2 separate regions of the Anas platyrhynchos genome follow, and region 2 is linked to region 1. Evidence: chromatin contacts called from public Hi-C data. All regions are on one chromosome and are shown on one strand. Each heading gives the region's core, a stretch centred on a gene start, on an enhancer-like site or on the middle of the called end of the contact. The rest is flanking DNA. Distances are from core to core; before and after follow the strand shown.

The links. A called contact is a pair of places that touch in the nucleus more often than the background predicts.
Region 2: a contact with region 1 is called in a Hi-C map of liver, with 1.8 times the contacts expected there. The contact joins the enhancer-like site here to the promoter of SLC9B2 in region 1. A contact is called at or near these places in 2 of 8 Hi-C or Micro-C datasets (liver and subcutaneous adipose tissue).

What each region holds. Positions count from the first base shown.
Region 1 is chr4:9,783,288-9,790,619 of IASCAAS_PekinDuck_T2T, forward strand. SLC9B2 (solute carrier family 9 member B2) reads left to right here and starts at 4,073. Exons shown (of 13, transcript XM_072036965.1): 1 at 4,073-5,315; 2 at 6,373-6,496. It overlaps BDH2 (3-hydroxybutyrate dehydrogenase 2), which reads left to right. Exons shown (of 10, transcript XM_072036970.1): 9 at 247-339; 10 at 1,538-3,633. The coding sequence ends at 1,591.
Region 2 is chr4:9,976,767-9,984,098 of IASCAAS_PekinDuck_T2T, forward strand. It overlaps SLC39A8 (solute carrier family 39 member 8), which reads left to right. Exons shown (of 12, transcript XM_072036969.1): 3 at 7,180-7,332. Among named protein-coding and RNA genes, the nearest start is that of SLC39A8, 8.3 kb to the left of the region's middle. Within about 2 kb of position 4,420, at least 2 of the 8 cell types and tissues checked have an H3K27ac peak or open chromatin away from gene starts, as enhancers often do. A contact at or near this core is called in subcutaneous adipose tissue, where this site is marked.

The DNA.
Region 1 (7,332 bases), core at 2,823-5,322:
ACCACCAAAGGAAGAATGGCCTCAGTGGCTTTATTCTGGAACCAGAGATTTAGGTCCAGTTGAATGTTATTCAACATAAAATTCTTATCACTGTGAGCCTCCTTTTTTCTGGCGTAAGCCCCCTACCCGGTATACTAAAAGTTAAAATGTGTGGCCATTTCCAGTATTGCTTTGTACATGTCACACACTAATTGGGCTATAATATTTTTTTTATTTTTGATATATGACATGGTCTTGTACGTCTAGGCATTGAAAGATTTTCTAGCAAGACAGAAGACTGGTAGGATGGCTACCGCTGAAGAAGTGGCTCATCTCTTTGTGTACTTGGCCTCTGATGAAGTAAGTATGGGGTGACACAATTTCCTGTCACAATCCTGTGCTTCTTTGCTACTTCACAATAGAGAGAACATGTTTTAAGAGGATTTATATTGTCTTCAAGCTAAATTGTTCCAATACATGCGTGTGTGCATGTGTATATACATATAAACAAACGAAAAAACCCTTGTCCATCTTTTATTGATACAAAAAGTACCCTGAATGTTGACAGGGATTGTTAAGGCATTATGTACTTGGTACCATAACGAGGTTGTTTTCATGCCATCTGAGCAATATCTTAGTGAGTGATAGGAAAAATGGGCTTGTCTGCTCTTGCAAGTTGCTTTGTTTGCATGGCAGCTAGATGATGTTTTAAGGAGGTAAAATTAGTACAGTCATCATCTGCTTGTATTACGCAAGAGAAAATATTTGTGTAGACCCACCAATGATTTTAGCTAAATGGTCTAATGCTCAGACTGCCACTTTGGCATACGGAAAACAACAGACTAAAGTTTTAGACCACACTCTTAATGATCACTGCAAATAGCATTGATTTTAAAGAACTTACTTCATATCAAGCTTATTTCAGGTGCTATAAATTTATTATGGATCTAAAATTGGACTGGATTTCACTGGACTTGTCCAGCAGTCCTACTGAGCATAACAGAATGCTTTAATGTAATTAATTCAGACTTAATGTTTCTATCTATCAGTAATCTGTGTCTCCTCCAGTGTTTCTGTGAAGCTACCAACTTTTTCCAGTCTGGTCATGGGTTTTCAACCATGTGCGATTCCAGTTTTGTAATATATTCCATTATATTTCTGTACTGATATAAAGTACCAACTCAGTTCTTTACCTCACTTTTCTGCACCATCTCAATTTTCATTTAGTTCCCCTTGTAATTATAGGCGGACCTAGTCATATTCTGCTCAGCTGAATGGAACTAACAATATCATAGTGTAAGATATTATTCCTGCAGGTAAAATCTGAGAAGTCTAGCTTATGTGATTTTGCCCATCCAGGATGTGTTTTCATCTTAATGCCTCTAATACTATTTTTTGCTACACTCCTCTGAGTTAATCAGGATTCCATTTCTAAGTTTGTTTATATTGTATTTATCCAGACCTCTTTGTAATACAGGCAACAGTGTTTCCTTATACTTAACAGCTGTAAATATATATACATAATAATGAAAAATTGTTACCTTTTATGTAATTTCAGTCTGCCTACATGACTGGCAACGAACTCATCATTGATGGAGGATGGAGCTTGTGATCAACTCTACCTGCAGATGGAGACTTACACTATTAAAGGCAAGAAGTGAGGGTCATGTTTCTCAGTTAAGAGTTTGCATAGATTTAAATCACTCACATGATGTCATCCATACAAATCTGGTGCATTTTTATGATTGTGATCTATTTCTAGATTGATTTTACAGATTCACTTTTCTCTAAATGGTGAAACATTGGAGTAAAACATATTTCATGTTGCTTCTTTTTATGGTAACTCCTGGAGCATGAGCAGGATTTTAGCCTTTCAGATATCAATGTGCAAAGAATATTATTTAAGATACAAGATAAAAATCTTACTTTAAGCAAATCTAAATTAAAGAAATTAAATACTACCCTTATTTTCAGTCTGCAAAATATTTGGAGGTTGACAATTAGACTTCCTACCAGCATTAGCAGGCTACCCAGAGAAAACAGACTACTTTTAAACCAGCTGAACAATTACTGAACTAAGTGTGGTTCGAACAACAGAGGACGGCAGAAATAATAGCGTGTTTGAATCATTCTGTAACTGTCGATAGATGCATCTATATTAGAGAGCATACTAGTTCTTGCAAATTATATGTTAAAGTCCATCCTGCTTTGCAAATTATGATTTTTTTCTGTTCTCTGTAATAACTGTAGAAAAATGATCTGTGTTGAATTGTTGAAAAGAATCTGTCCCAAGTCTGACAACACTTAGAAATCCAAAGTGGAAGGTGCCTTTGTCAGATGGTCTCTGACCATCTGACAAATGTATAGATACATAGTAAATGGGCACAACAAATTCCTGCGCATACAGTAAAGAGTCGGTGTACATGCACAGCTGATTTATGCAACTGCAATATCCTTTTTCCACCTATGGAAAGGGAAGTTAGGCTGTTGGAATCTGGAGAAATAGTAAGTCATAGCCCAAAATACAGAACAACAGATTGCAAGTAGAAGCAGTATAACTAGCAGCCTTGTATAGTTTCAGAGGTTTGGGGCTTTTTGTTCAAGCATACAAAGATTATAGACACTGTTTTCATGAAGTGGAAATGATGCAGATGAACCTGCTGTAATAGCTGTTAAAAGGCTAAGGCTTATGGCACGTAGAGAGCATAGAAAATCATAGGTAGTTTTGCAATCACTTTGAAAATGAGTGTATTTGCTAGTCCCGAAAAGTTGTACTAGGAGAATGACATGACCATTAATATGTCATTAATAGTATAGATTAATCCTAAAATTATCTTGGAATTCTTCACAGCGTCTTTTCTGTCTGCATTGTACAGAAAGTACTGTGCAATGATGTCACTGGTAGGCGTGTATACATAGAGAAGTATTCTGAAAAAGACAGATGGATCTTCATGAACACGTTTGACTTCTGGCAAGTCAAAGGAGTGAGTTTTACCACTTTATCCACAGCCAATATATTCCCCTTCCAAAAGGATACACTAATGAATGTATTGCTGGACAAATACTGCCAGCTCTGTAGACTAGGTGCTAGGCTTAGATAATCTATTGCTGAATTCTCAAATACCAATATTGGTCTTGCTAAAACACAGACTTAAGTTTCTATAAGAGCTTGTGCTGATATTTTTGTTGTGGTAGCACATTGAAGCTTTGATTATGAATCAGAAATCTATTGTGGTAAAGGCTCATACTCTGGAGAGGGGGGAGAAATCACAACCCAAACATTTAAGGCAACAGGCTGGAATTCCAAATCTTTTTGGTTTGCTAACATACCATTAAAATTTACGTGAACAACAAATTTAAAAGACTGACTTCCTATAAATATGGCTGTGTTAAGAAATTCAGCATAGCTCTGTGAATCTAGTCTGTGAATGAAGCTGTATGCAATTGCGTTTTTTTTCATATCTATGAAATTGGTATAGATATGGGGGGAATAAATGATCAATGAGTTTGATTGGTCAGTAATCAGAAATCATGGGGGAAAATGTACTCTATTTTATGCATTTTTCTGTAATGACTGCCATGTTTTTAAGTGATTGCTTAATTTTTTTGATATTTGCTGAACCATTAATAGAGATTGATTTCAAAGACGTGCAACATGTCTGGTTAACAGCAAGCTTCTTGTTTGTAAAACTGTACTTAAAAGCTTAAAATGAGAAAGCATTGTGGAGGCCGTATTCCTCAGACTTGTTATGGGTTTAACTCTTAGCTTTAATCACGGCTGGGACGTTCTGATCTGTGTAGTTGGTTCATGGGATTTTGGGCATGTTCTCTAGTATTTCAATAAAGTGACCCAGCAGCCAAGCAGGATAAAGTTGAGGCAAAAATCCAAAGTTATCCAAAACAGCTCCACCGATGCTCACTGAGGTAAATGAAAATGCTGAAAGTTCAGGCCAACAGGATACAGTTTGTGTTTTCAGAGCTTAATACGAAGGCCAAAGTTGTCGTCCTGTAGCTGGTACAGAAGGCTGGCCTTGGAAAGGATCTCCCTGCTGCAGCAGGTCAGGAAACTTGCACTGTCCATTTTGAAAACAGAACTATGAATCTGAGAGAAACTTCAATATACTTATTGCAAAGAGAACTTCATTAGTAAACGTTTCTAAGCTCTCTGGTGACTGTCATACACCAATGATACTCAGATGTGTTTTTTTTTGATAAAGCACACCTGCAAGAAAAGGAGAAGCCATCCACTTATTATATTACAATAAAAGCACAGGGAGATACATTTTTCAGTGAAGTTAGTTGTCATGATAAACATGATAAACAACATGATAAAACAAAAAAAAGCATATTTCTGTCTCTTGCTTTGCTAGCAGAGCATGTGTTGCATTTCAGAATTTGAGCTGTTCACACATCGACATATTTTCACGGATGTCTAGGGGGCATGTCCATGTCATGGATGGTCTAGGAGGCTTTTTCCCCAGAATTATCAAAGGAGAATGTTTTTAAATACCCCTGTGACTTCTTAATTCCCTGGTCTGTTTTTATGGATCTGGGTTATCTCATTTCATCTCCTGTCACCCCAGTGATGATATGAAGAGGAGTGTGACTCTTCAGATTTTAGGGCAAGCTTTTCTCTTGGGGAGGCTTTAAGAGATGTCTCACCTTCTGAGCATTTCAGGGAAATTTAATCTGATCACAAAACAGCTTTTTTTTTTTTTTTCCTTCAGATTTGCAGTTGCTTTTGCTGCGTGTAATGCTACAAGGAGCAAAGTAGCAACGTGTTGCACTTGAATCTACTTTCACATGCTCCTCCCAGCATGGCTTGCAAAATGAGATTGCGAGAGCAGCTCTCTTATCCCCTCGGGGTACTTACAGCTGAGGTGGGCACCCTCGCTCCTTTGAGAAGCAGCAGGATTTTCTCAGGAGCACCACAGATGTGCAAATGCTTTCATTTTCTTGCCTGTCCCAGTGCAGTTCCTCTAAGGTGCTGTGGGCTCAGGGCTGCTCCATTGCCCAAACACCCCTGACACCTGCCTTCCACCCCAACCCCTCCACTGCCCCGGGGGACCACTATCTACAGCACCAGGAGATAAAGTGACATCTGGGAAGCCTTTATAGGTCCCCCCAAGCTGCAGATTGAGGGCCTTGCTGCTTCATCTTGTGGAGCTGTGGAGGAGGGACTGCGCTGGACTAGCGGCAGCAGCAGGGGAGGAGGAGCCAGAGCTGGCACGGAGCTGTTCCTGCTTACAGGGAGCGGATTAGCACCTCTCCATCTCCGTGTGCTGGAGGGGCTGCCCAGGGGCATGGTCTTTTCTCTGAATGCTGCCGTTCCCCAGGTAAGTTTCCCTCCGTCCTGTTGCATCTCCATCCCCTGCAGCTGGATGCAGCAGGAGGAGCAACCCAGGGACTGCTCCCCAGCTGTGCAGGGCGGGAGCTGCTGGGGGAGGTGGGGAAGGAGATTGCATCAGGGTTTCCTTACGCCTTTTTTCTGGGTGACGGCTGTCGCTTTTTGTTTAAATCTGAGCATTAGTTGCTCTGGCAGTGCTGGTGGCATTTTGTTTGCGTTCCTTTCTGGGCTGTGTGCGCGCAAAGCAGACTGTTGACCGTCACCAGGGCAATAGGGCTAAAAATATCGGCATGCACATGCTGCCCGTCAGTCATCTTTTGAGCCCTGCTCTCCCCCGCTTTTCTTCTCCCTCCTATGAAAAACAAGTAAAATCAGAGGATCTAATAAAAACTGCTATAAAAAGCCTTTCTTTTTCAACAGTAAGGGAAGTATATTTTACAGAGATGTACTCAAATAAGCCTGGTACTGGCTGGTTTCCACAATACAAGCCTTAACAGGGGGCTGTGAGTTCTGCCACATGGTTTCTCAATCCCTGATTTTGTTTGCACGGAGGGTGACGTTTTGTTTGCTTTTTCCTCTGTGTATGTCTTTTTTCTTGTGTATTTGGGGGCTTTTTTGTTTTCTTTTGTATGTGTGTTGTGTTTTTTTTGGGGGGGAGGAAGGTTGGTTTTAAAATGGGCCTGTGCTTTGCTTATGAACCAACTACTTGCTTTGAGCTCATTCATCCCACTTCCTATCACTCAAATGTAGCTGCAGTAAGAACCTGACAGGATGAAGACCTGTTCCCCAAAGCCCAAAGGCAGAGCGCACGCTATCACATTCCTCTATTCCCACCTTGAAACAATCCCTGCCCAGCAGCAGAGAACCCCATCCCCTTGCTCAGTGAATCTTTCCTCTCCTTTATGCCACTGTGAGCAGGAGTCATGGTCAGTCTACAGCACTTCTTCTCTGCAGCTCCTTCTCGGTCACTCTCGTCCCCTGTGCTGTGGGGTCCCACCCACGGCATGCAGTCCTTGGTGAACTGATCCGGCGTGGGCTTCCCACAGGCAGCTGCTCTTCCAGAACTGTGCCAGATGTGGGTCCGTACCACAGGGTCCATCCCTCAGGAGCAAACTGCCCCAGCACGGGTCCCTCACAGGCAGCAGCTCCTGAGGAAAACCTGAGGAAATGGTTAGTGAAGGGAAGGAGGGAAGAGCTGGTAGCTTGCTGATGCGTTCTAGTCCAGTGACTAGACTGGCATTTGTGGATTCCTGGCCCCGGTGCCTAGGCAAAATCTTGAATCTTTCCTGGAATTTTAGATCTTGAATCTTTCCTCTGAGGAAAAACAGAAGTATCACTTATGATGCTTTAAAAAAAAAAAAAAAAAAGACTGCCACTGCTATTTGGATCCACAAACAGTAATTAAAAATGTAGGAAGGTACTGAAAGTAAATATCTTCAATTCAAAAAGAAAAGAGAGCAAAGCCATTAAATTGGAATACACTGAAACTATGGTTTTGTATTCTTTCTCTATGCCTTAGCTACATCTCAATCCAGTTTCATATCAGAACAACTCAAATAAAACCACCCAGGTGTTAAAACAGCCCTGTCTTTGCTCAAGAGATCTTTCCCAGATCTCAAACATATTATAAACCCAAGGCTTGATAATTGTGAGAATTAGGTCCCTGATTTGCTTCCAGCAATTCATCAAGGAAGGAATTTGTTGGCTCAAGCATTCTGGCACAACTTGAGTTGTGTTTTATACGGCCAGAGTAAGGTACAGGGCTTCAAGAAAAAGCTGTTGGCATTGATAGGTAGTCGGTGGAGCTGCTGTGACAAAGAACTCTAAGCCTTGTCTTCAGACATGTGCATGCAACTCTTATTAACTCAGACTTGTGAAATTACAGTAAATATCCATATACAATTTCATTTAGGACACTGACATATCTCTTGTTACCATCAACAGAACCAGCAATGGACCATTTAATCTAAGTAAATACGATGATAATTACCCACAGTCAGCTTGGA
Region 2 (7,332 bases), core at 3,170-5,669, 190 kb after region 1:
ACCCTCCCCGTGTTATGAATAATACTGTTCTATGCTCAGTACTTCCTACGTGAGTGGGTCTGGTTTCTCTTCATAGTCTTTTGCGTATTGAATGATACACACTACTAACCTTTATGTGATTATACCTATCAGAAAACTGTTCAGGGGCCCTACTGTCTTTCCAAGAAGTGTAGGTTCTTGCCATTACGTGACTGCAGCTTTGGAACCTCAGCCATGTCTCATGCAACTAGCTAATGCAAATGAGAACAGCTATTTGGTTCTTGATGCCTTTGTCACTTTTTGTTACTAGTTACTCTCATTAAATATATGTTGAGTTAGATTTATGAGGTCTTTTTGGGTTGGGTGTACTGAACAGGACTGATTTTAACTGTAGAGATAGTACAATTTAGGTAACTTGACTTTTTATTACTGCTATTCTATGCTGTAGTAGTTCTTCAAGGCCCCACTAGAGGAAAGAAGTTCCAGACAGCTAAGGTCTATACAAATACATAGGGAAGAGATTTCCTTTGCCACAGAGCTTTCTCCATCTAAATATATAACAGAAAACAGATTATGGAAGCACAAAATGGCCCCTTTGGTGCTATTTGAGCTTGTGCAGCAATTTGCTCAAATCTTCCGCTCAACTGTTGGTAGAAGTAAGTTCTGATTTCCTGAACTGTTCTGGTTGCAGACTTCAAGCCCCTACTGTAATTGGTGATATTTGTAAAATTCCAATCTTAGAGGCTCTGGATATGTGGAAAGCTTTCTCTCTACTTTTAATGAAAACTGAAGTGTTTTTTTTTTTGTTTTTGTTTTGTTTTTTTAAATATCAGTATTCAAAAGATGTCTTTTTAAAACTCGTGTGATTTACTTTAGGCAAATTCTGTGGCGTTAGCAGACCTTGCAATTTGGTGATGTTGAGGGGGTTAAAAACAGTGAGTGGTGAGCCAAGACAAGTCACTAGTGTAATGGATCAGGCATCTTAAAAATGCAAGATTATAAAAGAATATTTGGAGGGTAGTAGGAAAAGCAAGCTGTCTCATGGATTTGGTTCCATAAAAGCTCTTTTTCTCAGCCTTTGCTCCAGAGCCATGAGGGCTAGAAAGCTTTTTTTAAGAATGTATCCTGTATGTAAAACAGCAACATCCAAAACAGTACCAGCGCTATCTGCATTTGTGATGAGATGCAACAAGCTGATGAAAAGCAAGAGGATGTGCCGTAACAAGAAAAGGAGTGCTGTGATAGAGCAGGGTTTGGGGAAAAGAGGGGAACCTCAGTCTGTTTTCTGCTCTGCACAAGAAAAGCAATGAGTGGTAGTAGTGGAGGAAGCAGAGTGTTCTCCATATTGTAGTTTCTTTCTTAGTTCCTTTCTTGATTTCCTGATTGGAAGCTGAAACCAAAGGGGTCTGAGAGATGATGGGACAGAGTCTTTTATTCTTTCTTTTTCTATTACGCTTTTTAAGAGCATGATGCAGAGGACTCTAAGCTATAAATAAACATCCCAGAAACAAAGCCAGAAGTGATGTGACCACGTAATCGTGTTGCTGTTTCCAGGCACGTTGGCTTGGACACTGTTGTGCTTGCATAGCCTGCCCTGCTCTTAAGGCTAAGGAACCCCACGCAGTGCTAGGGCACTGGTGCGAATGCTTGTACAGGCTCAGGGTCTCAGCACTGTGCACTTAGAGATCAGGTCTCCATGTGAGTTTTCTGACCTGAGGGTAGGGAAATAGAATTGCAAAGTCTCCAAATGCATCTATTTACCTAGACGTCCAAATAAGAATATGAGACTACTGTTTAAGCCCTTGGGTGTATTTACAGCAACTCTTACCAACTTTTAGCGCTGTGTTGCCAACAATTGGCTGCACCCAAAGACACTCCCTTAGATAGCATAGTGAAAACTTAGTTCTGCTTGCATTCACATCAAGGGCAAACTCTTGTTGACCTACCTGGGTGTAGGGCTGGCAGCTGAGGAAGGATCTCTGCTTTCCCTACAGGTTTGGAAAACATCCTAACAGTGGGCCCATGTGGCTGCAAATAGTAAGTCTGCACAGCATTTTCAAAACTGCTCAAATGTTTCTTGAAGCAAGGCTTAGCTTTGCAAGCTGTACATAGGTCTGCAAGAAGGTAAAATGGGAGTCATGATTTCATGAATGCTTCTGGGGAGGTCCAGCTGAGCCTGCTGGAATCTGACTGTGGTCTAGCCAGGTTAGAAAAATGTTCTCCTTGTGACAAAGATGCTGTTCTTATTCGAAGGATATAGAACAGAAGTCGGGAGAAATGTTGATCAAAGATATGAATGTTAGATTCTCTGTGCCTCAGATTGTTCCTAATTCTTCCCACAGTTTTTATCTCAAGAGACAATATGGACACACTATAACTTAAGATCAATCTGTCCGATACTTGGACAATTTCTATGGCCCTGCATCCTATGTCTTGCTCCATCCCATAACACTACTTGTAGGAGGGGGTCGTGCAACTAGAAGACTCACTTGCTATTTGACACAGCAGGTCCTCCAGGACTAGAATCTAGAAATGTCGGTACACACTGGTATAGTACTTTTTTTTTTTTTCCCCAGATATTTGCCCTCATTGACTTCTGTTGCAGATATGAGTACTTTCAGCACTTCTGCAATCAGGCTTCAGTGTCCAAGTAAAGCAAATAGAAAATGAGGAACACAGACTACCTGTGAAAAGTTTGGTTTAAGTGATGTGACCAGAATCACAGAAGAACTCTGGCACAGCAGAGGAGGCATAACAGCTTATTTGGGCAGAATTAAGGAGAAGATCCTCTCTCTTCCAGAGTTGCTTTGTTTGCTATAATCCTCCCAGCTAATGCTGGAAAAGTCATGGGAGCCCTATGGAATGCAGTCTCTTGAACGTGTGGTTCTTCTCCAGACCATCCCTATCCTAACAATTCAGATGCCATAGAGTGGCAACTTCCATACAAAACAAAGGAATTCTGGTGAAGTTATGAGCTGAAAATAATCACTTATTGATAAGAAGTACTCATCAATAGGTTGTTAATACTAGCAATATAATCAGCCCCCTTCATAATATAAAAACGAACTTATTGTTAGAGCAAAAGGCTCAGAATCTGGGTTTTATATGTAGATTTTCAGTATAACTTAGAAACTCTGATCTTTTAAGCCAAAGACTGGAGAAAGAGTCAGAAAAGCTAAAATAAAGGCAATAGCTGGTGACCAATTCCTGTTTAGTAGCACATGTAACCTTTATTCTTTCCTACTTTGCAAACAAACAAGCAATGTGTCAAGCAAACAAGTCTCCAAACTGTGGTTTGGATTGACATAGACGCAAAAACACTTAATCTTATTTTGATCCTCCAATAACATGCAGTAAGTAGTATGTCTTTTCTTTTTTTTCTGGTTGTATTAATTACTGCAACTTGTATGAAGATGAAAACTGAATAGCTGCCACAGGTCAGTCTCCTGATCTACCAATAGTTTAATTAAGCTGGGGCTTTAAAACCTTGGAAGAGCATTGAATAAACTTGAAACTGGAAAAGGTGAGATTTGATCAAATTACATACAACTCATCTTCTACATCTTCTCAATGTTTTATGTGACAAAGTAGCATCATTAGCCGACAAATGCTCTCGCTAAAACTAGAGCTAGTGATTCCCTCTCTAAAAAATGCTCTGCTGTGAGCTGTACAAGCTGAAACAGAAATGCTGAGCAGGAAGGTAACCTGCAAAGTAGATTACTGCACTATAAAACTGATGCCTTTTATCACTGTGACCTACATTTTAAAAAAAGAAATCCACCTCTACTAACTTTCATCCAATATGACCTCAAACTGTCAGGCACCGCTGCATCTCAGATGTTTATTAGTTCTTGATGTGAAGAAATCTTATACTCAACTTTTTTTAAGGGAAAAATACTTCAAAAGTCATTGATCTTTATCCCCCCTTCCTCCCCACATAAACATGTAACTCCTTACTTGTGACAAAATTGACAAAATACTGTAAATGTGAAGTCATGAAATGTTCAGGTAGTGCCACAAATGAGGACATTATCATCTCAAGCTACCAGGAACCTTGTGATTTTTCTGAGGACTGCAGCAGAGTTTCTCACTCAGACTGTGATTCATGTTTGTACCAGAACAGGTCAGAGATTTCAGTGGAGAAGCCTGATCACATGAAGTGCATGTCCAAACCTGTTACAGTTCTTTACCCAGGGGCCAAAACCAACCACGAGTCTTTCTTTTCCTTCACGTTACCCCTTAGCAGAAAAACAGCTATTTAGATTTATTATGTTTGTTATTAAGTTGTCTTAATAGCTATGCAAAGTGCCCTTTTTCCATGCATATATCAAAGCCATATCATGGAAAAAACACGATCTGCCTCCTTTTAACTCCTGTGTGTGCTTCAGTGCCAAGACTGCTGTAAGGGCCTCCTCTGGACTCTGTTTAGAATGTGTGCAATCAACAGAATACGTTGCCAAATCCTTGCTGGTCATTTCTATTAAGGGAAGCTCCCACTGGTTTTGATTGCTAAATCTTTTCCATTTTGGCTTGCGTGGAAATGCTTGAAAGAGGCATTACAGAACAAACACAATGGATATAAAATATGTAAGACGGTGTATTTCTGATCTAAATAAAGGAAATCACCTCAAAATTAATCCTGCCCTCAAATCCATAAAGAAAATAGTTGTATTGTTTTCAACATCTAGCTTAAAAAGGAGTATGACTACTTGAACAGTTTCCAAAATTTCCAGATTTGGTAATGTTCACAAGTCAGACTTCTGTTAGTCAAGTACTTCTCCTGAACTATGAACAGCAGCTCTGGAATCTCCAGACTTGCTAAAATATATCTTAAAAAAAAATAAAAAAAGAGGGCAGTGTGTCAGACTTCCTTCATTAATCTAAACTTGTTTAATGAGGACCAGAGAGGAAATTCTGAGTAAATGGAGTCAATATTTCAGCATCTGTCTTGGCCACATAAGAGAAGAGACAAACTTGAGAGAGAACAAACAGAAAAAGCCCCAGTGGATTTCCATCTAATCCATCCCATTAAACGCTAACCTGCACAGACAACTGGGTACTGTGTGCTGCTTGCCACAGTGTGAAGGGTTTCCACAACAAAACCAGATGCCAAAGAATTGTAGTGCACCAGAAGGTCACAGAGCTAAGGAAATGACTTAAAATAACAGTTTTCTAAACATTCTATAGGTTAGCAGAGAGAAGAAACTATGTGTTTGAGGGTACCAGTAAAAGCACATTGGCACTGCGGTCACCTGATGAAGATCTCATCACCTGATAGGAGGCTAATTAAGATGTCATATGACAGCCTGAAGAGCCCCACCAGGAGCTCAAAGTTTAGTTTCTCTAGAGCTGCCATAGTGCATGGTTTATTGCATATGGAATTTGTGAGATACTTACCAAAAGGGTGAGTTTAAGTGCTTTTAAGATGCCATTTTTTTCCCACTTTTCCTGAGCTCTACAGAGTAAAAGTGTGGAATGATGAGAAATCTTTCAGAAAACCTTTCTAAACCTTTCTATTTTTGAAGAACTCATGTACTTTGTGATCCTGTGGCAAGGAATCTGTTTCAGCTTCCTGAGGGATTTAGGGCTTGGTTCTGCAGAGAAAATGTTAAGTTGTGAGCCTGTCTCCTGGAAGAGACGGTCTGTACCCTCTGAGTGTTTTTAGGCTATGCCTTAACAAGATTCACCAGAATTGGCAGAACTGTGGCACTGTTGATGAGCACTGTAAGCTTGTGATCAAGGAAAGCCCCAGCATGAAAAACAAGTAGAAGGAATGAACTAGCAGGAGTTGAGCTGCAGAATGTTATAGATGCTCTGCTTGCCAAGGCAAATGGGTAACTGGGTGAAGGCGGGGGCTCTTGTTTCCAGCTGTGTGGAGGGGCTTTTGAGAAGTGCTAGAGAGGAACTGACTCTTTGGTGCAATGGGTAAGAGTGACACAGGGAGGTTCTGCAGACAAGTTTAGGCTGTGACATAGAAAACCAGAAAGCAGAACCCCCAAACATCACTTTCCGAAATGTGCTTAATGTTACATGAAGTATCCGCCGGAGTTGGAGAGTTAGCTTCAAAATCCAGCTGAGAAAATGACGTATGGAGGAAGAGTTGAAAATCACTGGGAAGTGGGCACACACAATGTGAGAGGTTCCATAGCAAGGTGCACGCCATGCCTAGGGATCTTGGTCCTCCAGTTACTTCAAATGAAGACCTGCCTACAGAAACCAATATGCCAGAGGCTGAAAGATTTTGATCTTTCCTTTGCTATGGGGTCAGGATGCCTTAGGGTGTGATCCATCATGCACAGATTGGGCTGTAGCCAGAGGTGTACCACTGGATTTCCTTCGTAAATTTATAGAGACGCTCTTAAGCTCTAACTTTGAGGAGGTGAAGGACACTGAGTTGTTTTTCTATAGCTTCTAAGGAAGTTCACCTCTTCCAATTGATCTGAAATGAATATTTATCATCAAACTAAAACAATACTGGTAAAGAGACCTAAAATTATTCTAACAGTTTTTACCACGTACAGAACCTGAAATGTAGTGGGTTATATTGAGATCTGCAATCCCATGATCGGATTCACTCTTTAATCGTCTAAGTCAAATAGTGGGCAATAATTAATTTAGATAAAATTGGTGCTGAGGGTAAACAGGGATATTTTCTTTATTGAAGCCTGCCTAGTTTGGGGCCGGATTTCCAGGTCTCAGAGCTAGCTTCAGTGCTGAATGCTGTAGTGGGTTCATTACAGTGTGATGCAAACCATTTCACTTTTGGCAGTACAGATACAGATCATCAAGTCCAGCACTACTGACTTGACTGTTGTTTTCTTTGTGGTAACTTTGCTTTGTTTTTACCTTTTGTCTTAATACAAAATTCGTTTTAACAGCAGTAATCTCCTTAAAGCCATGCTCTCAAGGTTGTTTTGTTAAGGACTGGATCTAATGTCTCCTTAAAGGACATCAATGCTAAGGCTAACTGATACTTGAAAAACAAACAAACATAAGACCAACAACAACAGACAGTCAGGACTCCAGTGTGTAGGTGGAGGGAAGCCTTGGCTGCTGAAGTATTAGGGCTACAAGTGGCTGAGAGGCTGCAACTTTCAACTTTGTTGTGCCTTGACAGTGTTCTCTGGCAGGTAAGGACCAACTCAAAAGGTGATTGTGAAGCTGCATTTATAATCTTAATTTTGTTTGGCTTTATTGTAGGTATAAGTAACATTAAAAAAAGCCATGGGCACATCAACAACATGCCTCCAGCCTCAGTGTTACCAAGTTTCACTGAACAAGATACAGGAATACATGTACAGCAAGGAAAATAGGACAAGATACCGCTGCTCATCTGGCAAACAGGGACTTGGA